4 separate regions of the Mus musculus genome follow, and all the other regions are linked to region 2. The links are chromatin contacts, called in public promoter capture Hi-C maps. All regions are on one chromosome and are shown on one strand. Each heading gives the region's core, a stretch centred on a gene start, on an enhancer-like site or on the middle of the called end of the contact. The rest is flanking DNA. Distances are from core to core; before and after follow the strand shown.

Region 1 (7,555 bases), core at 1,971-4,470, 3.8 Mb after region 2:
CACGGAATCGTTTCACTCAAAGAGGACCCGGGTAAGATTATGGAAAAAAAAAAAAAAATAGATGGAGCTCTTACCTGTCAGCTGCTCAATGTTCACACTCTGTGTCTGCAATGGGAAAGGGTCCAGCTTAGTACATACAACATGGTTTCTCACTCGGTGGAGATCTGTCTCTCCTACCCTCTACAGAACCCCATAAGCCTCTGGGGATATAAATCCTGACAGAACGCTACCTCCATTCTCATTCTCATATTTTTTCTTTCTCTCTCTCTCTCTCTTTCTCTCTCTCTCCTCCCAGCCTCCCCCTTCTCTGTTTTCACTTTAGCCTATTCAATCCTGGTCAGGATGAAATAAGTAAGACCATCTGATTCATTCCTCTCTAATCAAAATGTTCTCTGTGTACTGAACCCACGGAATCCCATTGTCCTCAAACTGCTTTCTTTTGTTGGCTCATTAAATTTCTCAGACGCACCTGGCACTGAGCCAAGGGCAGGGAGTCCAGCGTACTCAGACAGCTATCTATCTCCTGTCCTAGGAACTCGGTCACCTATGAAAGACTACAAGGGACTTAACTGGACCTCGGTTAGCAAACCACAATAACCTTCACGGACTAGTCTCCCACCCACTCAAAACAAAGAGCAGAAGCCGCCACCTTAAACTCATCCACGGGCTGGCCGGAAGCCTTCTGCTTGTTGCTTCGGATGTGTAGCAGGAGCTCCTTCACCGAGTTCTTCACGCGAACACCTTGAAAGGGGCCTCTCTGCTGCCTGCCAACCCCCATGTGGGGCTCAACTGTTCAGAAGGACAAGTCTCAATTACATCTCTTCACAGACATGAATCCCGACTGTTCCCGCACCCCTTCCAAGACTGCAGCCTGGTGGATAAAGCCCTCAAGCAGCAAATTGCAAAGTTTTCCCATGCTCAAAGCCTTTCCAACATCCTGGGTCAATGGATTCCTATTATCTATATCGAGTACTTCTCAAGGGGGTCTGTGTTGGCTGATCCTCCAACCAGGCACCCTAAGGAATTAAAGCACTCTCAAATGTGGCAGAGGATCCTTGGGCCCAACAAAGAAAGCCTCTCTGTCTCTCACTACTATTTACTCATGAAATAGGAACAGAGCTTTAGCCAAGATCGGAGACTTATACATAACTATTCTTGACTTTGAGAAGTCCTTGGAGCAGAATGAGGCATTTGTAGTTTTTAAAACAAGGTCTTTTATGTTCATATAGAAATTATAAAGTACCTGTATGCCATTCACCTAACTTCCTCTAAAGTTCTCAAGGCACCAAGGCAAACTTTAAGTCAGCAATAGGGACTTAAGATTTCTTAGTATTCCCTTCATTAATTTGTACCAAGAAAGCTGCTTAAATTCACTTAGCACATTTCCACACACACACACACACAGGATTTCCCCCTCACTTACGTACATGGGCGTTCTAAGTAAAACGGAAACAGGCCTGTTCACCTTAGAACTTCAGAAGGCAGTTTTAGAATTTACTGAGTGCCACAACTATGTAACAAGTTCTTGTCCATGAATTGAACATATTTGGAACATAAAGAGGAAAACGAACGGAGAACAAAGCATAATTTGGCTATCTGTGCCACAAGTGTGACATAGAGACAGTGACGAGGGCAAATAAAATGATTAAATAGCCTTTCTATTCAAGTTCAGGAATTCCCACAAACACCCCAATGGCCAGACTCTAACAGCACTCCTCTGGAGTGACAAGAGTTAAAACTTCCATGCCCACGTCATAGGGAGAAGAAAACGCACTTTCAGGAATCTCCCATGGCTTGTGTGGTAAACCAAGAACTAGAAACAATCGATGGGTTCAGCCAGATGTCCACGGGCCTACAAACTTCAGAAAGGGCTGTCAAAGCACGCACACCGCGCTTTTCAGGGAGCTGTGGGCAACACTGTGGCTTAAGGCACAGTGTTTTAAATCAAAAAATAACTTTTTAAAAATAAAAGACAACCAAAGCTTATGAGTAGCCAGTGTTAAGGAACAGCAAGGGGTCATTCTTTAAAATAATTGCGATGAGAAGCTCCAACAACTGAGAAAATTTAGGCGGTGTTTAAATCTACCCACAGCTGCATCCTGTTTCTCCCTCCCCCACCCCCCCAAATTATGCAACTCGGTTCGTGAAGAAAGGAAACCATACAACCCGCAGCTAAAGAAAGGGCTTCGCTAGATGTAACTTTTCCATTCTCAAGCACACAGAGAAAATCAGAATTCTGAGCAGGCCTCTGAACCGCCAACATCGTAAACTAAGCGCAGAACACTAAATCACTTTTCTGAACCAGGCTTTCCTCTACGTCCCGAAAAGTGGGTTTTCTTTGATTCATCCCTACAAATAGATTAGGAATACGGGTGTCTTAAAAATCCAGTTCCCAACGCTTTACCCTCTGCCACTGCTTCTCACTGAAAGAGTTACAAGAAGGAAACTACATCTCTCTCCATCAGCTCCAAAAACCTCATAATAGTGTTATAATTTCTCAGAGGTTCTTGAATTCGGAGGTCGGGGGAGAAGTGAAAAGGGAAAAGGTTATGAGATGGAAGAAAAGAGAATCCGAGGCTCTCAAGTTCTTTTCCAGGAAGCCAGCGCGCTAGCCCTCAGGGTCCCTTGGGCGCTGGACTCCGCAGAGGTCTAGGCAAGGACAACGTGCCAGAATCAGGACAAGGCATCTAATCACTCATGACTATTCGCGTCTGTCCGGCCGCTAAGGAAGTCACAGGGGCCGCTTAACGTCTCGACTATGGGGGGGGGGGGGGGTGGAGGGAAGTCCCTCCCCATCCTCCCAGCGTGTGAACCCCGAATAGAGGGGCAAGGAATCTCGCGGGTGGGTACCTTGAGGGCGCTCGGCGCGGGCGCCACCTCTGGGACGGGACTCCACGGCCCCGCAGGAGGACACGGAGGAAGTGGAGGAGAAATCGGAGGAGTCGGAGCCGGGCGAGCCGGGCGCGGAGGGCACGGCGGACAGGTAGCCGGTGTCGCCGGCGCCGGGGGCGGAAGGAGGCGAGGCGCCGTAGAAGTAAGCCAGGTTGAGCGGGCTGGTCATGAGGCCGCAGTCGCCGGCCGCGTCCAGCAGCCCCTCTCCGCCGCGGCTGTCGTCCAGCAGCTTGTCCACGATCATGCTCCCAGGCTAGGCGCTCGGGGTCCCCAGACACCTGCGCCACCGGATGGCTACGCGGTTGGCTGCGGCAGAGCGACTAGTACGTGCGCGCCCGGAGGGGACCGGGCTATTTAAATGAACTGACCTCCTCCTCCGCGCTCCGCCCGGTGAGGCGGCGCCTGGGCTGCCTCCCGCCCCGCCTCCGGATGTGTCTAGTTTCCAGTAAAATGCCCGGGATGAGGCAATGTGCCCTCCGCCCTCGCCCCGCCCCGCCCGGGCCGACCGGTTGTTTTCCGGCGGCTCACCTGGAAACCCCGGCTAGCACCCGCGCCCCGAACCCCCGTCGGGGCCAGCTCCAAGTTTCCCCGGTTGGCCTTCGCTGGACGCACCGCATCCCCAGGGGCCCGGGGTCCGCGGCAACCGCTGTCTGCGCAGGGGCTGCGATGCCCGGGGGCGAGCGGGAGCCCCGGGCTGCTGCAAGAACAGGTCCGCCCAGTTCGGGGAGTGGGAAGCCAGAGCGGTGCGTGCAGAGTTCAGTCTCCTCCCTTGCCTCCAACATTTAGCCCGCCTCCAAACCTGGAAGCGGTTGCCCGCGGACTTTCTGGCCTGGACTCAATTTCAGAGCTCTTGCAGTTTCTCTAACTTCATATCTGGGCCATAAGCAATCTTTTTTTTTTTTTTAGTACAGTATTAGAATAAACAGCAATGACTACCCTTTCGTATCCTTCAATACTAGAAAAAAGCTTCTAGCAAAATGATGAATACGCATATATGCGTGTATATTCTTTGTATGTTTTATATTATTTTTTACGTATTATGTAACGTTTTATTCTGCACAACTTGACCTAGTCCTGATAAACACAGGGATTTTGATGCCTCTACCTTGAATACTTTTTTCAATGTTTATACTTCCGCCGCAAATCCAACTAGCGAACCGTCAAGGGAAGTTTATTTTTAAGGGAGAGAAAGAATGAATGATTAAGTCTAAATTTTCAAGTAACATCTTAACACGTGGGGATAAGGTATACACACACCGATGAAAAGAAACTGACTATGATTAAACATCGTGAGAGGTACAAAGTTCAGTGAACAGCCTAAAAAGAGACTTTCTTGTGGAGAGGGGGAGAAGGGGGAAGTCTTCGCAAAGAATGAGATGAGCCCTAAAGGATGGCCCTAAAGCGTTTGCAGGAAAATCATCTGCCAAGAATTAAGGCCAGGAGTCAGGGAAGAATCCGCAGTGCCTTTTAGGACTGCCAAAGGGAAAATAGCATAAATGTGAAAGGTAACCTGAGCGGAGCACCTACAGGGACCAGCGAAGTTACTAGAACTTTAACGTGAGGGAATCTGAAGCTGGCAGAAATGAAACAGTTTTAGAGAAGATGAGACTGAGGGGAGTCCTAGTGGCCTAAGAAGAAGGAAAAAAAAAGTGACCTAGAAGAAGAGATAGTGGCAAAGAGGTAAGTAGAAATAACTAGATCATTACGTAAGTAAATGGCTCTGCTAGGCAGAATCCACAAATCTAGCATTGCTGACGGGGGTAAGCAGCAGGCAGCCCACAGGTGCTACAGGGCTAGGCAGGTGTGGAGCATGACTAAAAGCACAGCTAAAATTAATATCAATGACGCCTTGCCGTTCGCACAGCTGCTTGTTTTCTGGAAATAAACAAATATGGGGAGGTGAGGGGATTTGATTCCCCTAATTGTTAGCTGTTAGGCTCTTGTTCTGTGCGCAGGCAGCCTTGAGAGAAAAGAACTGTCAAACCACATTCAACACTCCAGAGAGCTACATGGCGGCTGTAGCTTCTAAAACACTACTCCAGCTTCTGAAGATGCAGCCTCAGAGCCACACTTCTCCCCCACCCCCACCCCCACCCAGGAACCCTTCCCACTCCGGCCAGATTGAAGGCCTGTCCCCTGGTGGTAGTCTAGGAGAGACTGCTGCAACTGCTGCAGATGGAACACTGTTGTGATTGGTGTAAATACAGCCCTTCCTTCGCCTGAAGGTCATAGGTGACTAGTACAAACACTTCTTTTCTGGCTTATACTAGAAGCAGACTGCCTGGCCCACGAGGGCCGCTAGCAGACATCCTGCAGTTCTTCCCACCCCCCACTGTTTCAATGGCCCAATTAAGGGCTCTTGAATAAAGTTGCCTCCTTTTCTGTGTGATTAACTTTTAAGTTAGCATACCAAAACCAATGCGTGCCACTGTGGCATTTTTATATGTATTTGTCATTATGATCTGTTCCTTCCCCAACTCATCTCCTTCCCCCACTAGCTGCTCCCTGTCCCCACCAGTTAGATAACCTTCTAGAACACACGTTTTAACCCTCTGCTTCCATCGTCTTCTCTCTACCCTCCTTTCAGATCTTTGTCTCCTCTCTACACACATTCGCAAACTACACACACACACCACACACACGTGAACTGTCACAGTGATTAAAACCCTCATTTGTCTAACGTGGGTCTGACGCTGTTCTAAAGATAAAGATGAGACGACTTGTGGCCTTTTAGGCTCAGATGCACACCGTCTGCATCTAAGGACAATGGAAAAGATGAAAATAATGTATCCTAGAACTCTGTGACTCGTGGAAAGGAGAAATCTCTTCCAAAGTGACCTGAAGACACCCTGGCAGTACAGGTGTTAATAATTTACTTTATTGTGTTTCATACGGCTGAACAGTTTGAACTGTTTTATGGTACAGGTAATGTTGTAACACCATTGTCAGAGCTCTAAAAATGGAACAGAATTCTTTAAGTGTAAATGTAATGAACTTTCTTAATACCGTAAATAGTTTAGAACAGCATTTCCTATTTGAAATGGAGACACCAGTATCTAAGAGGGTGAGCTACTATACTGTATTGGCAGAAGTAAGCAGGCAAGAAGGCAGGAATGGCTGCTCATTGATTTGCTGACAGGAAGGGGAGGGAAATGGGGGGGGGGGGGATGACTGCACTGCCACTTTCAAATGACCGGGCACCTCAGCAAGCAGCTCTTGTGAAGAATTCTGCTTCCACCTGAGAGGACAGTTCTACAGACTGCTCCTGCTACTTGGTCTCCCTCGCCTGATATCAGTCCAGCAGATTACAGGAGTGTGTAACTACAGATGCAGCTGGCGTTGAGACATCTGAAATGTACACTCACCGTTTTGAATCTTAACTTAAGGCTAGGGGAACAAAATCGTATGTTTCACTCAAGGACGTCTTAGACAGAATCATGATTCTAAATTTTATTCATACTGATCCCTGAAATATTACATTAATATCACATTAATTTTCTGTGTGAAGAGACATACATAGATGTTTGTGCAGTACCTTGAGGTACGATAATTGTCTTTAAGGAGAGTGCTTTGGGCTGCAGAGATGGCTCAGTGGTTAAGAACACTGACTGCTCTTCCAGAGATCTCTGAGTTCAATTCCCAGCTTACAACCATCTGCAACGGGGTTTGATGCCCTCTTCTGGTGTGTCTGAAGAGAGCGATGGTGTACTCATATACATAAAATAGATGAATAAAGCTTTAAAAGAAAAAAAAAAGAGTGCTTTGAAAAACAAAATCGTACTTTGCTCACCAGGGTGGAGTAGGGGTTGCTATTTGTTCTAATCAAACACTGGGCTGTAAGCTGAGCCACTGTCAGAAAATACCAATTTCATGTGAAAGGCAACCTAGATATTCTGATTTCTTTTTAATTACAAAGTAAATCTGCTCTCTCAAGAAGAATAGCTATCAGTATTTGTTGACAATGAAAGAATTTAAGGTTTTTAATGAAAAAGTAAACTTTGAGGCAATTTCTGTCAGGTCACCTGAGCTGGATAGCCCCCTGATTGGTACATAAAGACTTCTGTGATGAGGCCAGTATGAGGTTATCCACAAATATAATTTTTAAATTAATGAAACATACATGTGTGTATATCGTTATACCCGTGATAAAGCATTAGAGAACCTACATCACTCAATTAACTATATGTTCCAGATGAACAATGCAAGACATTAAGAAAAATCAACTATGGGTAAAAGAACTATTAAAGTTCAAGCCAGACCAATGGATTTAATGAATCAAAACATAAAAGTTAGCTGGGGTCTCAGAATGTAGCTCAGTCATAGCTTGTTTCTGTATAGCACACACATACACACACACACACACACACACACACACATGCACACACTTTCACATTTGTGTCATTAAACTGGTGAAAAAGGAGCCAGATATCCGGTTCCTCAGAAAATTGGACATAGTACTACCGGAGGATCCCGCAATACCTCTCCTGGGCATATATCCAGAAGATGTTCCAATTGGTAAGAAGGATGCATGCTCCACTATGTTCATAGCAGCCTCATTTATAATAGCCAGAAGCTGGAAAGAACCCAGATGCCCCTCAACAGAGGAATGGATACAGAAAATGTGGTACATTTACACAATGGAGTACTACTCAGCTATTAAAAA
Region 2 (7,281 bases), core at 2,468-4,967:
TTGATACAAGCTCCAGTCATTTGGAAAGAGAGATTTTTAACTGAAGGATTACCCACATCAGATTGTCTGTATGCAACTCTTCGGGGATATTTTCTTGTTTAATAATTGATGGAGGAGGGCCCAGCCCACTATGGGCAGTGCCACCAGGAGGTCCTGGGTGGTATAAGTGAGCAGACTGAGCAAGCTCTGAGAATCAACCAGAGCAGACTTCTTCCATGGTCTCTCCCTTGGCTTCTTTCAAAGATAGACTGTGGTTTGTGCATGCAAAGCAAACAAACCCTTTTACCCCCAAGTTGGTTTTGCTCATGGTCTTTATCACAGCAATAGAAAAGCAAACCAAAAGAGCCCGTTGAGCTGTATCCTTCACCTATTTGGCCACTCTTGATACTGGCAGCACCTTTTAGCTAGGAACCCCACTGTTTCTCAAATCCCTCAGTGACACTACATTCACTTCAAAGTGTCTAGGGCTGGAGGCTGCCTTGTTTGGTAAAAATAAGCATATTATTCCCTCCACCAAGCCTGTTAGCTTGGAATATTACTGCTTAGACACAACATTTCACAAAGTCTACTTAGACAACATTGGTGCCTTTATTTATTAGTGCAGTCTTTGACTGAGGAATGCTTTCATGCTTCAGTTTTTTTTCCCAGCAGTCTTTATTCCTCCTGATAACAGAAACAAGGACTGATGACCTCCTAGCTAACCAGACTTCACCAAACACCAAGTCCTAATTTGAGCTCAGCTAGGATCCATGTTATATCTTAACTTAATTAGATATGAGATGGCTTTGATAAACAGAGTTCATACATTCCAATGTGTGAGTGTGTGTGTGTATGTGTGTGTGTGTGTGTGTGTGTGTGTGTTTGTCGTACATCTATGCCTTCCCGATGGGAGGCTTCTATTTCAGTTTTGAAGCTCGATGATTGTGATGGCCAATGTTGGTTCTCAACTAACTTGATCGTATCTTCTATGATTAAAATGCAAGCTTTGGGAGACTCATGTAATGAATTACTTTGAAGATTTATTTTATGTGTACAACTATTGTGTTGCATGAGTGTATGTGTACCACGTACACACTTTGTGCCCACAGAGGTTAGAAGAAGACATTGGATATCCTAGAAGTGGAGTTATGGATAGTTGTAAGCTACCACGTGAGTGCCTAGAACTGAACCAAAATCCTCTGCAAGAACAAGTGCTCTTAACCGTTGCGCCATCTCTCCATCCTGTGAGGTATTTTTCTCATTAGACTATTTGAAGTGGGAGGAACCATCCTACGTGTAGGCTGTTAAAAACTTTGCTTTTTGCACATAGGCCTTTATTCTTGCTGGTGGGTCCTCCAGTCTGTTGCTGCAGCACCCCTTTTCTAACATCAGAGCCAGCTTCCTCCATTTTCTAACACAGATTGCCTAACAGCAGCTCTCCAGGAACTGTCAGACCTTTAGCACCAGATTGGGATTAATGAGACATCAGCCTTGTGGGCTGAGAAACTCTTGGATTCTCAGCCTCTGAGTGTGAGAAAGAATTTGTCTGACTACCCAGACCACATAATGTGAGTCAGTCTAATAAATAGCCTTTTACATATATGTATGTTGTGTTATATATTATAATACACACACACACACACACACACACACACACACACACACACACACACATATATCTTATCACTTCTGCTCCTTTAGAGAACCTCAACTAACAGATTTTTATTTTTGTCAGCCTACATAAACACTATCTTAGACCAGTTTTTAGTTGCTTTGGTTAGAAAAGTTTGGCAGCCCCAGAGATATTTGTTATACCTGTGTCCCAGCCAGAGCAGAGGAGCAGAACATAATGAGGCTTGTCACTGTATCTCCATGATGCACTTTGCTCCGCAGGCCATTCTATTTTTTTAGTGTCATTGCCTTCAGCAAACTGCAGTTCAAAAGGAACTGTATTGTATATGTATTTTGTTCCATTTTACATTTATTCAAATATGAAGATAAGCAACACATTTAATTATACAGTATAAGGTTGGGCATAGCAAAATCTTCTACACATAGTGCCAGTTTCTTTTGGAATTGACTTTAAAGGTGCATTTTATACACATAGAGGATGTAACCACAGAGTTCTTTTTAAATACTGTCTCCACTTAGCAACCATAGCTACTGTTACAAGCAATAAGGGAGATATGGAGGGGCTATGGAGAAGCCTGCACCATCTACATATATAAAACAAGAAACTACTTTTTAATTATTAGTACAGAAATAATGAAAGAAAATATTACTTCCAGACTTGTACTTTACTGCCTGATTGCCTAAAGGGTCACATTTTGGTTGTTTCCATTACATGAAAATCATAACAATCTGAATTTAGGATTGCAGGACATTCTATGACCACTCAGGAGCCTTCACAGTAATAATTGTAGCACTAAAATACTTATTAGGGATTGGCAGAACCACTGAGACACATTTATCAGGATAGTTGGTTAGAAAATGCTTATATGTATGTATGTATGTATGTACATATGTATGCTTATGCATGTATGCACGTATGACATTTTTAAAAAGTGCAAAGTATTACACCCAGGAGCTCAAGGTGTGAGGTGTATCCATACTACCAATGACAGAGGAAATCACTCCCAGGTATGTAAACCTGGGGCAAATGGTACGAGCATGGTGAACCAAATAGAGAGAATCATGGAACTTGTCTAATGTGTGATTCTGATGACAGAAGGGCCCTGGCATTTCACTGTAAGCGTTACCAGACTGTTTTCTTTTACACGGCTATCAAGGACGGAGCCCAGAAAGAGACGAACACTGGAAGAGGATGGCAGAAACAGGGTTGTCATTAAAATGAAGATTCATCTACATAGAAGAAAAGTGACTCTGGCAAAAATCCAACAGCAGAGTTCTTTACTGGAATCCAGGGGAAAACTTGTTTGGAATATAAAGGTGTCAAACAGATTAGTAATCCCCATTGTGTGGAGTTTTTACTGTCCTGGGACGATTTACAGAGACTATTTAGCTGAGAGTTGTCAAGTATTTGCTTTCTCATCAGCCTGATGTTTGATCTGGAATCCTTCTAGAACTAATAGTAAAAGGGAAACATTTCAGAAATTTAGGAAGTTTTAGTTGGCACTCGGGTTTTACTCCTAGCCTACTCTATGTGAGGGTAACCTTCATCTTAGGAGCTATGGGACTGCTGCTCTTTATTTGACAGTCAACAAGAAACATGGTCTTGGACCTATTTGGCTGCTCTCCTGGGTAGCAGTTTGGCAGCCCTAGGGAGATGAATTTCTTAAGCCTGGGACCCGCCCAGAGCTGAAAAGCAGCACCACCCTGGCAGCCTCTACTCTGTTGCTATGAAACAAAGACTAGGAAGGTGAGTGAGGCAGGAAGTCCCGCCTTTTAGCCCCAGTTGGCTTAGACTCCCGCTCGGGGCGCTCACGCCCACCTGCGCACCCCTCATTGGTTAGCTCCCCGGCGCCTTGCTGCTACTTTTTCAGTTCCTTTCCTCGTTCCACTTTTGTTCCAGGCTAGCCTAGGTCCATTTCCCAACGAGTTCTTCTCCAAGTGGGACGCAGTGGAGTGGGCCTTCCTCTGGGGCCATTGTGTACCGTGGAGGACGTGGACTGGGGGGTAGCGCGGGAGGAGCGTCTCGTCCCGCCCATTGGCTCCGCCCGCTGTCTGGCAGAAAGCAGCCTCTCAGGATTGGTTCGAAGACTCAAGGCTCCGCCTTAGCTCCGCCCCACGCCTTGGTCTCCGGGGATGGCTCAGGGGTGGGGTGGCCAGTGAGTGGTCTCCTCCTCCGGCGGGCGCTGCGGCGGCCTCCCGAGTGTGGCGCGGGACTGCCGGGCGGGCGTGGAGCTTTTTGCACGGTAATTGCCGCGTCCCCGCGTCTCGGTGTTCCTAGATCTCGGTGGCTCCTTCCCCGGAGCGCTCTCCTAGGGCGATTCCACAGAGTCCCCACCCGAGCCACCCCAGCCAGGGCAGCGTGTGTGTGTGGAGTGGGACCCGCGATCACGCGTGGCTCGGGACGGCCGCGGTGACCCGAGTAGAGGAAGGAATGGGTCATCCCGGGGTTGGACGTCTCTTGCTGGCTCGGGGGCCCTGCAGCTGGGCGCGGGCCATCAGGGAGAGGGGACAGCCCTAGCTTCCAGCTGCTGTCGCCGCTGCGGGCCTGAGCCAAGTGGGGATTTAAACAGCAGTCCCTGGCTGGCCCGGGGCCCGGGAGGGAGCGGACTCTGGCTGATCGCCGCCGGTGGGAGGTGCGTGCTACTGGCGCTAGATCGGGCAGGCTGTGGGATTGGGAAGCCAGGACGGGGTCTAGGGCTACTTTATCTTTGCTGAGTTCCTCGTCTCTTTCCCAGACCCCTGAGTGGCGGGCTAGAGGCCCGAGCCTGGAAAGGGTACAGACGTTCTGAAACAAAGCTTTGGACCACTTGATACCGGGTAGGCAGAAGAGGGACCACCGGAGAAGTGAACTCCGCGGTGCGTGCCCGCCCTTGCCGGGTTCTCACCGCTTTTTAAGAAGGGGTTGCTTGTTGGTTTGTTTATTTGGCTCTAGGGAAAAACTACTCACCTCACTGCTTTAAAGAACTATTTGTGTGTCCGCAGCTGCTGGCTTTTGCGGGGGGGGGGGGTGTTGGGGGAATGGAGAGGGGACGCGCGCGCGCGGGGCGCGCGGGGGGGGTATCCAAGTCCTCCGCCTTTGTTGACAAGAGACGTGTCCCTTTTGCGTGTGTGGAGTACTTTGCATTTATGTAATAACTTGGCGAAATCAAACAGCGTGAAGGAGGCTACTGAAGTGAGGCTCCCAACGTGAATTTTAGGAGTTGCAGCTCTAGTATTTCGAATCTGGATTACAGCAGAAGGGGGGGGGGGGACGACATTGTGTTCTTACCTGTTAAAAGTTGTTTTGTTGATGATGTTGAGCTGTAGCTTCATAGAACACGGGCAGAGGATGCATCTTTAACTTTTAGTATTGTAAGAGCAAATCTTGTGTCATGGCTCCTAACTTGGAGGATGCCCTTACTCAGGGTTACTAAAAAGTTGAATCTGGGACCCTGGGCTTTGTCACAGAGACAGCGGAGAATATCATTAATGGGTACAAGTGAGCCTGTTCAGTTCAGGTTCCTGTTGGGGAAATACTTTCATATCCAGCTAACTTTTCCTCTCTTGAAATTCTATCTTGCAAAAAGGACTAAGATTCCAGATGGCAAATTCTATGAATGGCAGAAATCCTGGTGGTCGAGGAGGAAACCCCCGCAAAGGTCGCATTTTGGGGATTATTGATGCTATTCAGGATGCAGTCGGACCCCCAAAGCAAGCTGCAGCTGACCGCAGGACTGTGGAGAAGACTTGGAAACTCATGGACAAAGTGGTGAGTTCAGTCAGTGTGTGTACACGGCCCTCAGCACCCTGAATGCGATTTCTTCGGGTTTTATTTATATGTATGGCTAATAATCACTATTATGGTGATGAGCTTTGTATTTAGGTTGGGCCATTTTTCTTCAACTCTGTGTTTGCAAAAGTTGAATTCAGAGGAAAGACTTTTATTTTTTTATTACTCTTTCTAACTTATTATCTTGCTTTTCAAGTTCCAGAGCCCCTGGGTATTACTCCAATATGCAGTTTATACCATTGGCTACTTTTGCTGGGTGTATAGTATGGTTTGGAAGTTTGCTTAGTCTTATGTGGAGTTGCCTTGCTACTAGATAATATAAGGCTAACAAGTGAACAATAGGCTCTGCTGGAGCACACTTAGGACAAGCACATGGGTGATGTTGAAACCTTTACTGGGGAAAGAACCAGAACTCCAGGGAGGATTCAGTATTGAAGAGTTTGATTTTTATCCCTGTAAACTCATCTTTATTAAGAAAATATATACATATATACATATATATGTATACATATATATGTATGTATATATATATATATATATATATATAGTCTTTACTGTTCAGGACATCGGTACAGTTTCTTTCATCTATGATTCCATTTTGAAACAGGGAACCTTTTTGGTTGTGCGTTGTTTATTGTGAAAGGAAAATGTATGCTGGAGGCTGTGTGGGGCTGAGAGTGTCAGAAACTTCTGTGGTTTTTTTTTTTTTTTTTTTTTTTTTGTTGCTTTTAGATGAGCTCTAGTTTCACAGGAAGAAACCAAACTGGATGGCAGTTCTCAGTCCAGTTATAAGGGCAGTGTGCATACCTCCCAGGGCCCTGCTGGAAAAGCTAGCTGTCTGAGGAGGCTTGGGACACAGATGTGTTGGTGTCCTTCTCGGCACACATTCATAACTTTATGATGTTGAGAAGAAGTTGGGCTATGCTTTGCTGAGTTTGAGACATTGACAAAGATGCTCCTTTTGAATGATGAACAAAGGCGTGTTGACATCATTTGGTGTCATTTACCTTGGCTTTGGTTTGCTACCAAAGACAAAATTGGCTACAAAGAAGCCACTGAGAAGAAGTAACAATTCTGGGAGGTGACACTATGGGCTTTATTTTCATGTATTCTTATGGAGATTGTAGGTAAGATAACTAAACCATGGCCCTGCCATTGGATGGCCACTGATATCAAACGCAGCGCCAGAGCATTTTTTTTAACCAGGTAAATAGCCTTAGTATGGGGCTTCAGTGTGACCTATTTAAGCTTCTGCCAATGTTTTCACATTGTTATGTTGAAGTGCTCCAGACGGAATGACGTCATGATGTCAGAACATTGCAACTTGCTGCTTGGGCTCAGGTTTTGGATTTAGCTTTGGACACTTCGGACTGAAGAATTGTGCAGCTGGAAAAACTGCATGCATCTGGCAAGCACATGAGCTGTCTTTTGCTTTTCTACTGAGTCTTCTTCTGAAGGTCACCCTTACTGCCTGAGTCATTAATTGGTGGTAGGAGAAGAAATTCAAGGTTTGTTCCAGTTTATCTGTTGCATAAGTAGGCAACAGATGGGTGCCATTTCAAAAGGGAGTTGGTCCATCAGCATCGTTTCTTGAGATGTTTAGTATTTGTATATTTGCGATTGAGCTCTAGAGCATAAAAAAGATTTATATGGTGGCGTGGTGAGCAACAGTTACTGTCAAGTGGTCAGTGAAATAGTAAAAATGAAGTGGTATGCATAATTTTGCTGCATAACTGGTTGTTAACCAGTACATTAATCGCTTCTAATTATTTCACCATGAATTACAGTAAATGCCTGGTTATTTGACAGTTAAACACCTGGCATTGTCCATTAACCCTTCTGTGGGTTTTAACTTGGCTTCTACAGCTGAGTTTGACCCACAAGGAACTGTTTTACCCCAA
Region 3 (7,446 bases), core at 2,935-5,434, 3.9 Mb after region 2:
TCACACCGAAGAGGGAAAAATATGTAAAGACATTTAAAACTATACCAGAGCACACAAGTATCAAGAATTTCAACCAATAGTAATCCAGAGCTGTAATGCTACAATTTTTTTCTCCAAATTTATGGATTACAGGCTGGGATTAGCTCAGAAACAGAGCCTTTTCCTAGCATGCAAGCCCTGATTGTACTGTAGTATTTAATAACAGCACTCAAAAAACAGGACTGCTCGAAAAACAAAAACAAAAAACAAAAAACAAAAAAACAGGACTGAAGTTTCTTTTGAGGGGTTTGGGGTTTTGTTTTTCTGGTTTTTTTTTTTTTCTGAGTTTTATTTTAATTTTCTGAGACGGGGTTTCTCAGTGTTTCCCTGGTTGTCCTGGAACTTGCTCTTTGGACCAAGCTGGCCTCAAACTCAGAGATCCTCTTGCCCATCTCCCTAGTGCTGAGATTAAAGAGAAGATTCCTTTCCAGTGAGCCCTGACGCCTGCAGATGTCTCCTGTCTTTGAAGGGGGCAGAAATTTAATGTCCTTGAAGTGTTAAGCTATGGGAAAGAGACAACCAGGTGGTCCCAGACAGCTGGGGCCAGCTTAGAAAAATAACCAAATGAGTCCGTTCTTCCCAGACCAAAAAGGTCCTTTTCCAGTTGTATGGTCCCTCCTTGCTGTCAAAACAAATGTTCTCAGTTTCGAATGCTAGCATTCCTTTACCTCACACCCAATCAGGTAAGGCCATGCTTGAAAGCCCCAGCCTACCCTTTTCCCATATATATACCCCAATCCTCTAGACTCCAGTGTTGCATTCCTAACCTGCGGAGCAGGGAAGGTAGCATCCTGATGATAAGACTGTGTGTTTACATCTGTGATCTCTGCCAAGAACTGGGCATAACAAAAGGAGGGTGCCATCACCTCCTGGCTAATTTCCCCCTTTTTTCAATCTTTCAATTTTTTTCTTTGTCTTAGATTGGTTTTTGTTATTGTTGTTTGGGGTTTTTGTGTTTTGTTTTATCTTTTGCTGTTGTTTTCAGACAGGGTCTGATGCTGGCTAGGCTGGCATAAACTATGTATCCAAGGCTAAATTTGAACTCCTGATCTTCTTTCCCCCAACTCCCAAATACTGGAATTATAGCTATCATCACATCAGACCCTAAAACTTACTTTTTTATATAGAGATCAAAATGTTTATAACCTAACTTCAAGTACATCTTCAAGAGCCCAAAGTCGTGTGCACGGGAGTGGTGGGCAGTGTCTATCATGCATGCCCAGGGAAGCCAGAGGAGAATGCTGGGTGTCCCGTTCTGTTACTCTTTATTCTCTTGACCCACTCTCTCAGTGGGCCTTAAAGCCTAGCGCTGGATTGGAAGTCAGCAACCTCCATAGCACTAGGTGCTGAGCTTTTCCATGTATGCACTAGGTGCTGGGGCTTTGCCCATGGATGCTGGGGATTTGAACTCCAGTCTGCACACTGTCACTTCGAGTGTTCTTACCCACTGAGCCATTTCTACAGCCCTCACTTTGTTTTTCAAGGCAGGATCTCTCACTGGCCTGGAGCTCATCAAGCAGAGTAAGCTACTTGGCCAACAAGCACTAAGACTCCGCCCATGTCACTTTCCCGGCACTTGAGACCACAAGCTCCTGCCACCAAGCTCCACCTTTTACTTGGGTTTTGAGGATGGAACTCGGGGCCCTCATGCTTGTCACATACAGCAAGCACTGTGCCAACTACTCTCTCCCAGCGACTTCGAAGTCATTTTGAAAATCACAGTGTAGATAATTAATCGATGGAATGCAATGATTTTCTAATTTCACAAGGTTGCAGGCAGCACTAAATAAAGCACTTGTAGCACAAAGTCAGACTGTAGCCCCTACCCCCCACACTCCCACCCCCAACCCCAGCTAATCACAAATCCAGACTGTAGCCCCCCACCCTTTTAATCACTTCAGACAAGTTTCCTTCTCTTTTTATCATTTATTTTTCAAAGTCTGAAACACCCAAAACTAAGGTGTTGGCAGGTTTGATAACTGAGACCCCTCTCCTAGAGGCTGGCTGACTCCTCGCTGTGTCCTCCCATGTCTTTCCTCCAAGAGTCACTCTCTTAGCCTCTCCCCTCTCCATTTCTTCTTTGAGTTAACTTTTCTATTCTACAAGACATAGATGACAGCCAGGCGATTTTTAAAGTGCCAACCTCTCTTCACTTTCAAGGTCAGCTCCGTCTATCTAGTGAGTTCTGGGACAACCAGAGCTACATACTGAGACCCCCCTGTCTTGAAAAAACAAAACAAAACAAAACAGCTAGGCAGTGGTGGCCTTTAATCCCAGCACTCCGTGGCAAAGGCATCTCCTTGAGTTCAAGGCCAGATTAGTTTTCTGAACCAGTTCCAGGACAGCCAGGGCTACACAGAGAAATCCTGTCTTGAAAAACAATGGGCTGGAGAGATGGCTCAGCCGTTAAGAGCACTGGCTGCTCGTCCAGGTTCTGAGTTCAATTCCCAGCAACCACTTGGTGGTTCACAACCATCTGTAATGAGGATCTGATGCCCTCTTCTGGTGTGTCTGAAGACAGTGACAGTGTACTCACATACATAAAGTAAATAAATCTTAAAAAAAAAAAAGGCTGGAGAGATGGCTCAGAGTGGTTAAGAGCACTGACTGCTCTTCTAGGGGTCCTGAGTTCAATTCCCAGCAACCACATGGTGGCTAACAACCATCTGATGACCTCTTATGGTGTGTCTGAAGGCAGCTACAGTGTACTCATATAAATAAATAAATCTTTTTTAAAAACTATAAAGTTGTTTTTTTTAAAAAAAAAAAAAAAAAGTGGATGAGCCACGTGCACAGCACAGCTCACACCTTTAATCCCAGCACTGGAGAGGCAAAAGCAAGAGGATTTCTTTGAGTTTTTGATCAGTCACAGCTACATAATGAGACCATGGCTTTGAAAAGAAAAAAGAAAAAGAGTGAGAATATAATATAAACATTGTTCTACATAAAAACATGAGATAATGGGAGAAAGGCATCCAAAATATCATCTGGCTCTTTGGGGGCGGGGAGAATGGCTCTGTAAGTGCTTATTGCTGCTGTTCTCGGTGAGCTAGGAAGGTTGAGAAAAGAAGCTATCAGAGTGGGCGGGGCCTGAGTAACTGCCAATTTCAATTTTTCGATCAGACTGGAGCTACCTTGGGATGTAATTTTTCGGTTCTGCGCTCCTAGAGGGTTTCAATGCTTTTCGGTTTTCTTATCACGTGAGGCGTCGTGAGCCCCTTCTTCGAGATGAAAACTAGACTGTCCTGGAAAAGCGCACCTAGCGTCCGCACACAATTCCTAAGTGTCGACACATGTTTTAGCCGAACTCCTTCCCGTAGGAACTCAAGGGTCTCCGGGTTATGAGCCTCAACTCTACCTACCCTGCTCTGCCCCAATCGGGCCAGCTGCTACCACGCCTCAGAGTGTAACCAAAACAAAAGCTCTGAGGTCGGCGCCCCACGGAGGCATCTCCCAAGCACAGGCGCACCCCCCAACCTGGGCTCTGCCAAACAAAGACCAAACTCGACCCCGGGACCCGGCCTGCAGAATGATCGGGGAGCAACGCGTGTCTGGGTCATTCTCAGATTCTACCACGGCTACTGGTCACTTCCAAAGAAGAGTTCAAGCAGACTGTGATGCGGTTTCAGATGAGATGCTTCCTGAACGTTCTCGGACGAGAAGGAGAGGCACGGGAAATAAAAAGGCTGCACTAATTTCCTGTGGGCACTCGGAACTCAAAGTAAACGTCCCAGAAAGGTCACCGCAGTCCGAAGCCCACTGCCCCCAGTCAGGCTAAGGAGAGCGCGGGACAGGGGCGCCGGGCACCGCGAAGGCTCCTGGGGACTGAAGTCCCTCATTCAGCCTTCACAGTAATGTTGCGGGACTGGACCAGACAGCGGGACTACAACTCCCAGTAGGAAGTGCGCCTCCGTGTTGCTTACAGCCCCTCATCAAAAGAACTGGTCCAAAACTGCACCTCTAAACCCAGGCTTTCTCTTTACACCAAGCAACTGTTTAATATGACATACTGAAGTAAACTTTGGAATTTAGGGGTAGGGATCATCGTACCTTCTCCCGGAGCCAGAGCCCCGTCGACTCGCGCCACCGCCATACTTGCCGCTTGCTAATGACACCAGGCAACCGTCTTCTGCCGTTCTGTAGAGCATGTAGTCAGCAGTGGGGCGCTGCAAACTACAACTCCCAGGATGCACAGCACTCACTCGACCCAATTGGCTCCCTGATGGGACTTGCTGGCTACAATGTGGGAGGTAAAGCTTAGAAGACCCGGGTTGACACCTAAAGTTGATCTGGTGAGCAAGCTGTATTGTTAGATAAACCATTTCACTCCAGGGCCAGGTGTTTGAGAAATTCGACACTTTTACCACCTGGCACATTATAAAGACGTTGTTTAAAACTGAATTTGAGAACTCATTGCCAGAAGTCTCTATGGCAGCTACCCATTTTGACAATTCTGAATTAAGTTTAAAAGGTTTTAGCTTCTCTATAGGAATGACAGTGAAATATTTTGACATAGTCAAATGGATACGTTATATTTGCAATTTACCCAATCTTACCTAATTAAATAGATTTAAAGCCTCAGAAACTGATATTTTTGTTTTAAATGGTGGTTCTTACACATTGAACAGTTTGGTCAAGGAGTATATTTGATACATATGTACCCAGAACTTTTTCCAGAGTATTCAAAAAAGTTTAAAATAGTTTCCAGAGTCAGGAATACTTACTTTACCTGGTTGGGAGGGCACAGGCTGATCTTTTTTTGATTTAACTATGAACTCGGTAATCGGGAACTAGAAATTACAATCTTTGGACAAAACTTGACAGGGGAAGTAAAATTAAGCTAGGGTTTACAAGGTAACTCAATCGTACAAAGGGGGCTCCACTTTCTTTCATCAACTGCTCAACGTACTAAAAGCTACTCTTGGTGTTCGAGAAATTCAACACTTTTACCACCTGGCACATTATAAGGACATTGTTTAAAACAAACTGATGTTGAGAACTCATTGCTAGAAGTCTCTATGGCCGCTACCCATTCTGACAAGTCTGAATTAATTTTAAAGGGTTTTAGCTTCTCTATAGAATGACTCGCTATAAGGCTCTCTCTGAAGTCTGAGGATTCCTGTTCAGGAAAATTCAGTAACTTGGTGCTTCTAGCTTTTCAGGCTCAAAATTCTAAGAGCATTTCCTCTTTCCTGGTTCCCTTTGGCATCACTGCCCTTAAAGACCTTTCTGTTTCCCATTGCTTTAGTCTAAAGATACTTTTCTATTTCTGAAGAAACAATAAGAATTCCCCCCTTCATTTTAACCAGTAGACACCTTACTTGGAGAACAGTCTTACAACTTTATATGTCTGAAAACAAAGCAAGCCTGTCGTGGTGGCCCAAATTTTAATCCCATCAGTTGGGAGGAAGACTATATATTGTTAGATATTGGAAGAGGCAAGCAGGAGGATGTCTGTGAGTTCAAGGCCACCTTGGTCTACATAGTGAGTTTAATCATAGCCTGAGCTATGCAACAGAGAGATTCTGTCTAAAAACAAAACAAGTACACATGTACACACACACATCAGACACACACACACACACACACATCAGACACACCGGAAGAGGGCATCAGATCCCATTACAGATGGTTGTGAGCCACCATGTGGTTGCTGGGAAATGAACTCAGGACCTCTGGAAGAGCAGCCAGTGCATAAATTAAAACAATTGGAGAGGATGAAGAGACAGCTTAGCCAGTAGGGGAGTTTGCTGCCAAGACTGATGATCTGAGTTCAAGTCCCATAACCCACACAGTAGAAGATGATCACCCACTCCTGAAAATTGTGAATTGTGTTCTGAGTTCCACATGTGTGCTACCTCATTCATGGAGAGAGAGAGAGAGAGAGAGAGAGAGAGAGAGAGAGAGAGAGAGAATATGTAACTTAGAAAAAGGAAGGGCCAGGAGAGAAGTATGCCAAGTCCAGCCTTGGCCACATAGAGGCACCTTGTCTCAGAAACAAAAACAAACAAACAAAAAAAAAAAACCAAATAACAACATCAGCAAACAAGAATAACCCAGAGAACCCCTCCACAGGGTGATCACATACTGGGGATGACCATGCAGTTGTGTCCGGCTTTTCATCACTGAAGAGTGTTGTCGTTCACAAAGTTCACACGAGAAGCACTCTTGTCTTGTTCACTGTTTTTGGTTTTGGGTTTCTGAAACTGTTAGGGATCAAACTAGGCTCTCTTCATCTGAGGCAAGCACTTAACCACTGAGATACATCCCCAACTCAAAGAAAAAAAATTGTTTTAAACTTTTCTGTATTTTAAGGTTTTTTGTTTGTTTGTTTTTACAGAAGCTTTGCATTTTATGAGGTCTTATTTGTCAATTTTTTAATTAATTTTTTTCTTGGATATTTTCTTTATTTCAAATGTTTTCCCCTTTCCAGGTCTCCCCTTCAGAAACCCCCTATCCCATCTCCTGCTTTTTAGGCTTTTTTGAGACAGGGTTTCTCTGTGTAGCCCTGACTGTCCTGGAACTCACTCTGCAGGCCATGCTGGCATCAAACTCAGAAATCTGCCTGCCTCTGCCTCCCAAGTGCTGGGATTAAAGGTGTGCGCCACCACTGCCCAGCCAAAGGAGGTTTTTCTTCAGAGGAAGAGGAAGGGGCTGGTGAGATGCTCAGATGTTAAAAGCTCTTGTTTTGCTGAGGAACAAGTCCCCGCACCCACACTTCAGTTCCAGGGGATCAGATGTCCTTTTCTGATGTCTACAGGGAACCATGAAAATGCAAAATGCACATATATACATGCCGGCCAAACATTTACACACATAAAATAAAAACAAATATTTATACAAAACTGTTAATGTTTTTAATGAGGAGAATTGTGTCAGATAGTTTGAGTTACAAGAAACAAAAAAGAAAAGAAAGGAAAAAGGACAAGATGCTAAAGAGATGTTTTAATGGTTTAAGAGCACTGGCTGCTCTTCCAGAGGACCAGAGTTCAGCTCCTAGCACCCACATGACAGCTAACAACCATCTGTAACTCCAGTCCCAAAAGATCCAACACCTTCTTGTGGCCTCCATAGGAACTACAAGCATATAGGGCACAGACAGAACACTGATACACATAAAATAAGAATAATAAAATCACACGTGCACACACACACACACACACGAAATGATTTAAGTGTGCTTACAACTTTACATCAGGCTGCATTCACAGCTCTATGACAGCACTTGTGGCTCACTGAACACAGGCAGGCCCCCAACAGTCCTGCTCTTACTTCCTTAATCTCCAATTACTTTTCCCAACACTGCAGCCCCATAAGTGACGCCATGCACCTTCCTCAAGGAAGCAGACCCAACAAGAGGGACGAAGTGGTACATCCTATGATCACTGCACATGAGAGGCAGAAGTA
Region 4 (7,376 bases), core at 4,577-7,076, 4.0 Mb after region 2:
CTAGTGGTAAAATGGTTTTTAAAATTCCAAAATACCTTTCAAAGATTTTGTTCAACTAAGAAAAGCTCTAAGTGATTACTTTATAAGCCATGCGCTCTTTACAATATGCCTTTCTCTTCAACTGCTTTGAGAGAGTGCATAGGCTTTTCCTAATGTGTTCATTACTGTTTGACTTACATACAAGTTCATAGCCAGTTACAACAGTTTCCCTTCTAACATTCGCTCTTCTACCTATAGTACACACACACACACACACACACACACACACACACACACACACACACACACACTCTTGTTAAGGACCGTGACAGAAGCACACATAGAACAACTCACACTTGCTCCGAGTCTAATGGAGATGGCGGACGCTTTCCGTGCCGTCTGACTACCTATGGCAAATCCAAACTTGGACATCTTTGTAGGCTTTGTTGGGAGGTCTGCAGCTTCGTCTTCAGCTGATCGCTTTTCAGCGCTGCGACTGGAACTTTCCCCTCCATTACTGGAAGAAACAGTCTTAGTTTTCACAGGTTTTTCTGCTTCTTCTTCAGGTCCTGGTGAAGTCGAAACAACTTACCAAGATGAGCTATTTTTACTGAGCAGATTGATGGGAGCAGCAACCTCAAAAAGCATCTTTACAAGAAGATACCTCTGCAGCTGTCACCTACTGACCCAACAGTCTCTTCACTGCTTGCTAGAGTGTACAGCAGGAACTGAGATTGTGTGGCAGTACAAGAGGCTCCCATGAATTAACTAGCATAAAATACAGAGCAATTTAAAATTATAAACACAGAGTTCACAAAGAGTCAATACCTCTCATCTAAACATTACCTTATTAATTGTACATTAATCTTGGTTACATTTGTGAAATTTCATGTTCAGAAATAGAGATCAACAAATTATTTTATATAAACTAACTTGTACATAAGCATTTGCAATACAAAACATCTGGCTAATAAATTTAATATCCCCAGTAATGTAGTCCTAATCACACAAACATCTGGTCATAAACATGACCAGTTAAACTACACTTCAAATCCAGTCTACAGCCTTTCTTCCCTTCTTCACCACACTGAAGACCCAGAGCTTTGCATATACAGAACAAGCGTTCTACACTGAGCTACACCCCTGGCTACTCCCCAGCTAAGTGATGTTCGTAAGTGATGGTACCCAAGACACACCTTACATAACCCTTCGAGTTGAAAAACTTTAATGTAATCCCTCGAGAGTTAACCCTACTCTGAAAGCTGGTCTAGCACCTATTTTAAGCTGCTTGTCAGAGCTATTCAAAGTCAGACTCTCACATACATATTTCTCATGAATGAAGATCTAATCTTAACTGCCGAGAAAGTGCACAGATATATACAAATGTAGAAATCAAGATGTCTTCAACAACTTTGCTTGTATGTGTTTAAGTCAATAATGACTTCATGTCTTGAGTATCTTAGGCTTGGTAATAAATAAATAAGACTATTTAAGAACATATTGGAGTCTGAAAAGACTGGCCCATTTTTTTTCTCTCTTCCGCTCTACCCTACAGGATACATTCTGAGACCACAACTCAAACCTACTTGTAGAGAAACAGAACATGATTGCCTTAGCAAGTTCACTAAGACAATGGGGTAAAGCTAGAATGGAGGTTGGGGGAGTGTCCAAGACAGTAGCTGACAAGTAAAGGAACCAAAGGCTCAAGACTACAAATCTAGATCCTTGCAGTTTGGTAATAACACACCTTTAGATCAATTAGTCCTTTGTGGCACTACCAAGGATTGAACACAGGGCCTTGTGTAACCTAAGTATTTAAGTACTATAAGTGACCTATATGCCTGAATAGTTTTCTCATTTCCAGACAAAGTCTAGCTATATTGCCCAAAGCCAGGCATTCCTGTAACTTGCACATATCCTGCTCCGTCTCCAGGGTACCTAGGTTCATGGCTTGAGTATCTGCTTTGGAACCGATTGCATAAATAAGCTACTTTCTTTGGATTAGGGCTCTAGTTCAGATATTTCCATAAGGCAAAGGTAGCACTGAATAGTTTCCGGAGGTGCCATTCAGTTGTTTATATGTAAGAGTATCTGAATTAAAAGAATGAAAGACTACGCTCCAGTAACTGAGAATCCGATTTAAAATAGATTTTCTTAAGCTGGCAGTGGGTCTAGACTTGGAATCCCAGCACTGAGGTGATCAAATCAGGAGCCTTGTCTGAGAACACCACGGACTAAAGGACATTCTGGACAGCTTGGACACTGGCCTGTGCGTTTTACTTGCAATCTTAATCAAGCATATTTAAGCAGGAACTGGCATCAACCATTGTATTCTGTACTCTTACATGGAGACATAAAAGCAGTTATCAGTAGATGGCTCAGCAGTTAAGAGAGCTTACCCATCTTCCAGAGGACCCTAGTTAGAGCCCCAGCACCCACAACACCAGGCAGCTCACAATTCCTGGAACTCCAGCTCTGGGGGACCCAACTCTTCCAGCCTTCCTGGGCACCTGTATTTATGTGTACACACCCACACACGGACATGTGATTAAAAATAATTTTGTGTACCAGGTGTGGTGGTGCATGCCTTTAATCTCAGCACTTGAGAGGCAGAGGCAGGAGGATTTCCCTGAGTTCCAGGTTAGCCAGAATTAGACCGGGAGATCCTGTCTTAAAAACAACAAAAATAATTTTAAGCAATCTTTAAAATAATTCCACGAATGTATTTAGATAGCATCTTCTGTTCACAAGATACGGAGAGCAGGGAGTGAAGAAGGGGGGCACAGTACTGGCTTCATCTCTTAGTATAAGCAGGTTCAAGGTGGCACCCAGGCTAGTCATTTTGTCTTCATGTAACCCTCTTAGCAATTATGTAGCAAAATACACAAAGCATTTTAAGAAAAAAGCAAATAAAGCAATGAACTAAAATGGGAAAACAGCAGACAAATATATTACTGATTGTTAATAAACTATTTGTAATTCTAAATATGGGCCACTAGAAAATTCTTTCAAGAAAATTTGAGTGTTAAGACCTATCACTGAATATTAACACTTAATTCATAAGTACCAAATGTTCTTTAAACTCAAACTAATTGAGCATTTGGAACTTTTAATCAAGGATCTCTACTTTGGATTTATTGAGACATTTTGTTTGTTTGTGTTTTGTGGACTGAGTATCACTATGGAATCCTGGGAAGTCTGAACTTCACTATGTAAGGTAGCCCAGGAGGACCTCAAACCCCTACCTGGAACTCCCAAGGGATACTCCTGCTTCCACATCCCAACTGCTGGAATTCAGCACTATGCTTACTAAGACATTTTGTATTTTAGAACTGTGGGCGAAAAAATGTTGAATGACTGTTGACTAATACTGTGAATATCTTTAGTAGTATGAATTATAATGAATAAATGAACAAGCATTTGTGAATAAGAACATCCTTTGTTTTTTTAAAAAAATAATTTATTTTTATTTTCTATACAATGGTGTTTGCCTGAATGTATGTCTGTTTGGACATGTCAGATCTTGAAATTCCAGACAGCTGTGAGATGCCATATAGGTGCTGGGATTTGAACCCAGGTCCTCTGGAAGAGCATTTGCTGCTCTTAATCACTGGGCCATCTCTCCAGCCTCTGCCCTTTCAATTTGTAAGTCATCATTACACAAATTGTTAGCTTTTAGATAAAAAAATATTTTAGCAAAGCCTTCTGTTTATGTGTAAGTTAATATCAATTAAACCAAACCTACTACAATTATTCTCTTTCCCTGACTAGCTGAGATGGGACAACTCCACAAAGGTACCATTCCTGAGTCATGTGCATTCTGGTACCTTGTCTGGGGGAAAAGAAAAAACCAAAACAAAAAACCCCCCAAAACCAAGGACTGCAGTAGCTCTCTGACAGGACAGGTAGTCCATGAGTCCTGTTCTGACACAGGAAATATACACATCACTGAAGTGGCTCTTGGCGTAACCCTTGATAGCTTGAAATGGCTGTGATTACACATTAAGTTGCTTGTCTCTAAATCTAAGTTTCTACTTAAGTTAAAGAGCTACACAGGGGATCGTCTCCCTACTAAAATAGAGCACGGTCGTGAGGCCCAACCCTAGCATAAATGGGGCCTTGGGTTCAACCTCCAGGATCAATAACGAGGTTGAATGAGTAGGGAAACTACTCGTATTTCCAACACCGTGGGCTGTCTCACAGAAGAAAGGTTGCCAAGTCTAGACAAAGTTTTCCAAGAGAGCTGAACACTTGCCTGAAGCTTATCAATTCAATCCTACCTATGGGCGAAATGTTTCAGTTAAGAAACTCTGCATGACCCCTGTATGTCTGATATTAAAGTGAGCTTTACGAAATCAGGCAAATTATGAAGAAAAGGGCTGCTATTTTAAGTTACCAACATAAAATAATCAATGTAACCCCAACACTGTTAAGATGGAAATATTATTCACAGGACAGAATGTCCCTCAACTGAAAGGGTGGCAAGTACACTGCATACATACACACGAATTTCTTTAGACGTTTAAGGTACATTTTAGCAGTACCTTAAAACGATGTTCTCAGTCAAGGCAAAAGGACCTTAAGTTCAAGGCCACCCCAAGATACTTTAGGCTATAGTTTTTCCTCAAACTACTTTTAACATATAGAAGGTCTAAAGTAAGAACTAAAATCATTAGCTATTTTACTAGTTTATTTTTAAAAAAAAACAAAATGAGGAAGAGACCTGAGAAAGTGGCCGTGGCTTGTAATTCCAGTACTCAGGAAGCCAGAGCTAAATGAGCTCCTAGCTCAAACCGGGGGTGGGGTGGGGGCGGGGGTGTTCGGCAATTAACAAACTTGGTAGACCCTACTTTTGGCCTTTATGCGATACTGAACCTATATGTTCTCACATTTAAGTATTTCAAGGATAAGCCCGAAGAAAGCCAGAACAGTGAAAGGCTAAAACATTCTAAGCATGTGCTAATTATCCTTCCGACAAAAGGGCGTAGGGGAAAAGAGACTACGCATTTCTTTTCCTTTATGTACACCATCAAAAATTACGGGGGTAGGAGGAACGAAAAGATAGCTATAATCTGAGTTTAATTTCGCGACAAATTACAGGAAGATCACACCTTCCTACCACGCCAACGAAATATCTGACATAGACTCCGCTGCTGGCAGCCTAAGAAAGATACCGGAAAGAAAGCGAATCAAACCCTAATTTCAAGCGTTTGCTGCTTGAGCCAGATTCCCCTCTCCCCTGCATCGCCTCGACTTATGCCATCGCAGGGTTTATAAATGTTATGTCTGAAAATACAGCAGAGAGTGGGCTGGGGTCTTCCACCTCCGCAGCGAAAAAGAGAGCATCAACCCTCGTTACGTGTAACCGAGAGGCCGGCGACCTCGGAAAGCCGGCATGCGGCCAGTGCCCGCGGCGGCTCGGCGCTCGTGCGGCGGCCTGAGTGCGCAGCGGGCCCTGAGCTCTCTGCTGTTCGGACTCCCGGGCCAAGCTCCCACCTCCCTTCGCACCGCCCGGTGGTAACCGGCGGCCTCTCTGATTAGGCGACGCGGACCTCGATCTCCCCCGCGGGCCACACCGGGCGTGCCCGGCACTCATCAGGGCCCAGCCCCTGGCCGGGCGAGCGCCAGCTCCGCCGGCTCCTGCGATGCCGGAAAGCCCCCCAACCCGCCCTGGGAACCCCAAAGAAAGGCCGGAGTAGCCCCCGTAGCCCGCGACGCTGGGGTTGTGTTCACCTCCGGCGGCTCCGGCTCGCTGCGGCTTCTCTGGCTTCTCCTCTCCCGCCTTCCCGTCCGCCATCTTCCTCGCCGCGGCCTCCCCCTGCAGCCCGGGCAAGAACGTCACGGCCCCGCCCAGCAACCACAAAGCTTCGGGCGGGCCAGCGAGGCCGCAGCCTAGAGAGGACCTGGAACCCGAGACGGGGACGGATGTGACGTCGTTGGCTGGAACGAGGTGTGTGGTGACGGCTATGGAGGACTGGGCGGTGGGATGGCACGTCCGGGTTAGTACGGACTCACCGATCGTGGAACGGTGGGTTCAATCCTAGGTGCTTCCACGCTCAGCGGTGGTCGCGGCTGGTCCTTCATTTTACGGGATAGGGCTGTGTTCTTACAGAGAAACGTCAGCAGTTAACGGACGCTGTCTTAGTGTTGACACCGTCCAGTGCGGTCCGGTGTGCAATTATCGTTTCCATTTGTGCAATGACACCGAAAAGAGACTTATGGAAGATCACGTCGTAGAGCCTTACGGAAATTGGGGCGGAAGAAATTTCCGCGGCTTTTGCATTCGTGAAAAATTCAGCGTGAGAGTTGTAGCAAGCAAGCAAACATTAAAAGCAGAAATAGGTATACGTGGAGGTCAAGGGCGCTTCCTGCTGTTTCAGAGGACAGTTCAATTCCCAGTTGGGTGGTCTACAGTTAACTGATAACTCCAGTTCCAGAAATCCGACTACTAAGAGTTCACACTCACTTGCATATATTCAAACACCTGTTTAAAAAAAAATACATAAAAAACAAACAAAATCCCCGGCTACACTCCGAAGGGCAGGAGCTGTCTTTCTTACGGAGAAGGGTAGTTTGCTCTACTGCAGTTTGGAGATGTCGGCTTTGTATCTACCCTATTCCACTCATCCCTTCTCTAATAACGTTTAAAATACGCCCCAGCCCAGCTTCAACGTTCGGAATTGCTTTGAATTAGAAGTTATTCACTTCTTGGTGTTTTTCAAGGAGTTTTCTTTACTCCTATAAAACTGTCTGGAGTAAAACTGTCTGCTGGTTAAATCGCCCTATTCTTTCAAGGTAAAAGTATCCGACAGAGTTTTATCATAAAAGCTAGTGCCAGTCTTGTCTCTTAACCTTCATGGACACAATGAACAGCACAAGAGTTGTCTTGTAGCGTTCCCTGCCTCTGTGCTAGCACCAGCACTTGTCTTATACTCAACAGTAAAATACAGGACTCGTCTCTTCCAGATTGGAAACACCTGTTAAGTCCTGCCTCTCCTAGAAACCTTTAGTAGATTCATTTAGTGTCAATGAAATCCATGCATCAAGTATGCTACAGCCTCATCTGTTTCTTACTTCTTTTTCTCTATACTCATTCCTCTGCCCAAATTTGGTCAATTCCTAGCCTGTAATATACACCCAGTATTAGAGAATATAGTTCATTCTGTCCTCCAAGCAACATTGAGTGTTGCTGTCCACAGACCTGCTTTTACTTCTCCATAAAATATCAGTGGACTGTTGGTTGTACCTCAGTTGGCCAAGTGATTGCCTAACGTGCAAAACCCATGGTGGGTTTCATCTCCAACACTGCATAATGAAGTGGTGGCACATATGTCTAATTCCAGTACTTGGGAAGTGGAGATAGGATCAGCCTGGGGTATGGGAGACCCTGTATCCAA

Evidence for each region. Promoter capture Hi-C pulls out the DNA fragments that hold promoters and counts their contacts.
Region 1: a contact with region 2 is called in a promoter capture Hi-C map of pre-B cells. The contact joins the promoter of Nfkbiz here to the promoter of Cblb in region 2. A contact is called at or near these places in 2 of 39 promoter capture datasets (cranial neural crest and pre-B cells) and 1 of 484 Hi-C or Micro-C datasets (embryonic stem cells).
Region 3: a contact with region 2 is called in a promoter capture Hi-C map of pre-B cells. The contact joins the promoter of Cep97 here to the promoter of Cblb in region 2. A contact is called at or near these places in 2 of 39 promoter capture datasets (the C10 cell line and pre-B cells) and 1 of 484 Hi-C or Micro-C datasets (B cells).
Region 4: a contact with region 2 is called in a promoter capture Hi-C map of pre-B cells. The contact joins the promoter of Pcnp here to the promoter of Cblb in region 2. A contact is called at or near these places in 2 of 39 promoter capture datasets (cranial neural crest and pre-B cells).

The regions. Positions count from the first base shown.
Region 1 is chr16:55,818,918-55,826,472 of GRCm38.p6, forward strand. Nfkbiz (nuclear factor of kappa light polypeptide gene enhancer in B cells inhibitor, zeta) reads right to left here and starts at 3,221. Exons shown (of 12, transcript NM_001159394.1): 1 at 2,851-3,221; 2 at 650-789; 3 at 75-105. The coding sequence starts at 3,136.
Region 2 is chr16:52,027,832-52,035,112 of GRCm38.p6, forward strand. It overlaps Cblb (Casitas B-lineage lymphoma b), which reads left to right and starts at 3,718. Exons shown (of 18, transcript NM_001033238.1): 1 at 3,718-3,854; 2 at 5,178-5,359. The coding sequence starts at 5,192.
Region 3 is chr16:55,930,664-55,938,109 of GRCm38.p6, forward strand. It overlaps Cep97 (centrosomal protein 97), which reads right to left and starts at 4,185. Exons shown (of 11, transcript NM_028815.4): 1 at 4,090-4,185. The coding sequence starts at 4,132.
Region 4 is chr16:56,023,891-56,031,266 of GRCm38.p6, forward strand. It overlaps Pcnp (PEST proteolytic signal containing nuclear protein), which reads right to left and starts at 5,827. Exons shown (of 5, transcript NM_001024622.2): 1 at 5,713-5,827; 2 at 334-548. The coding sequence starts at 5,776.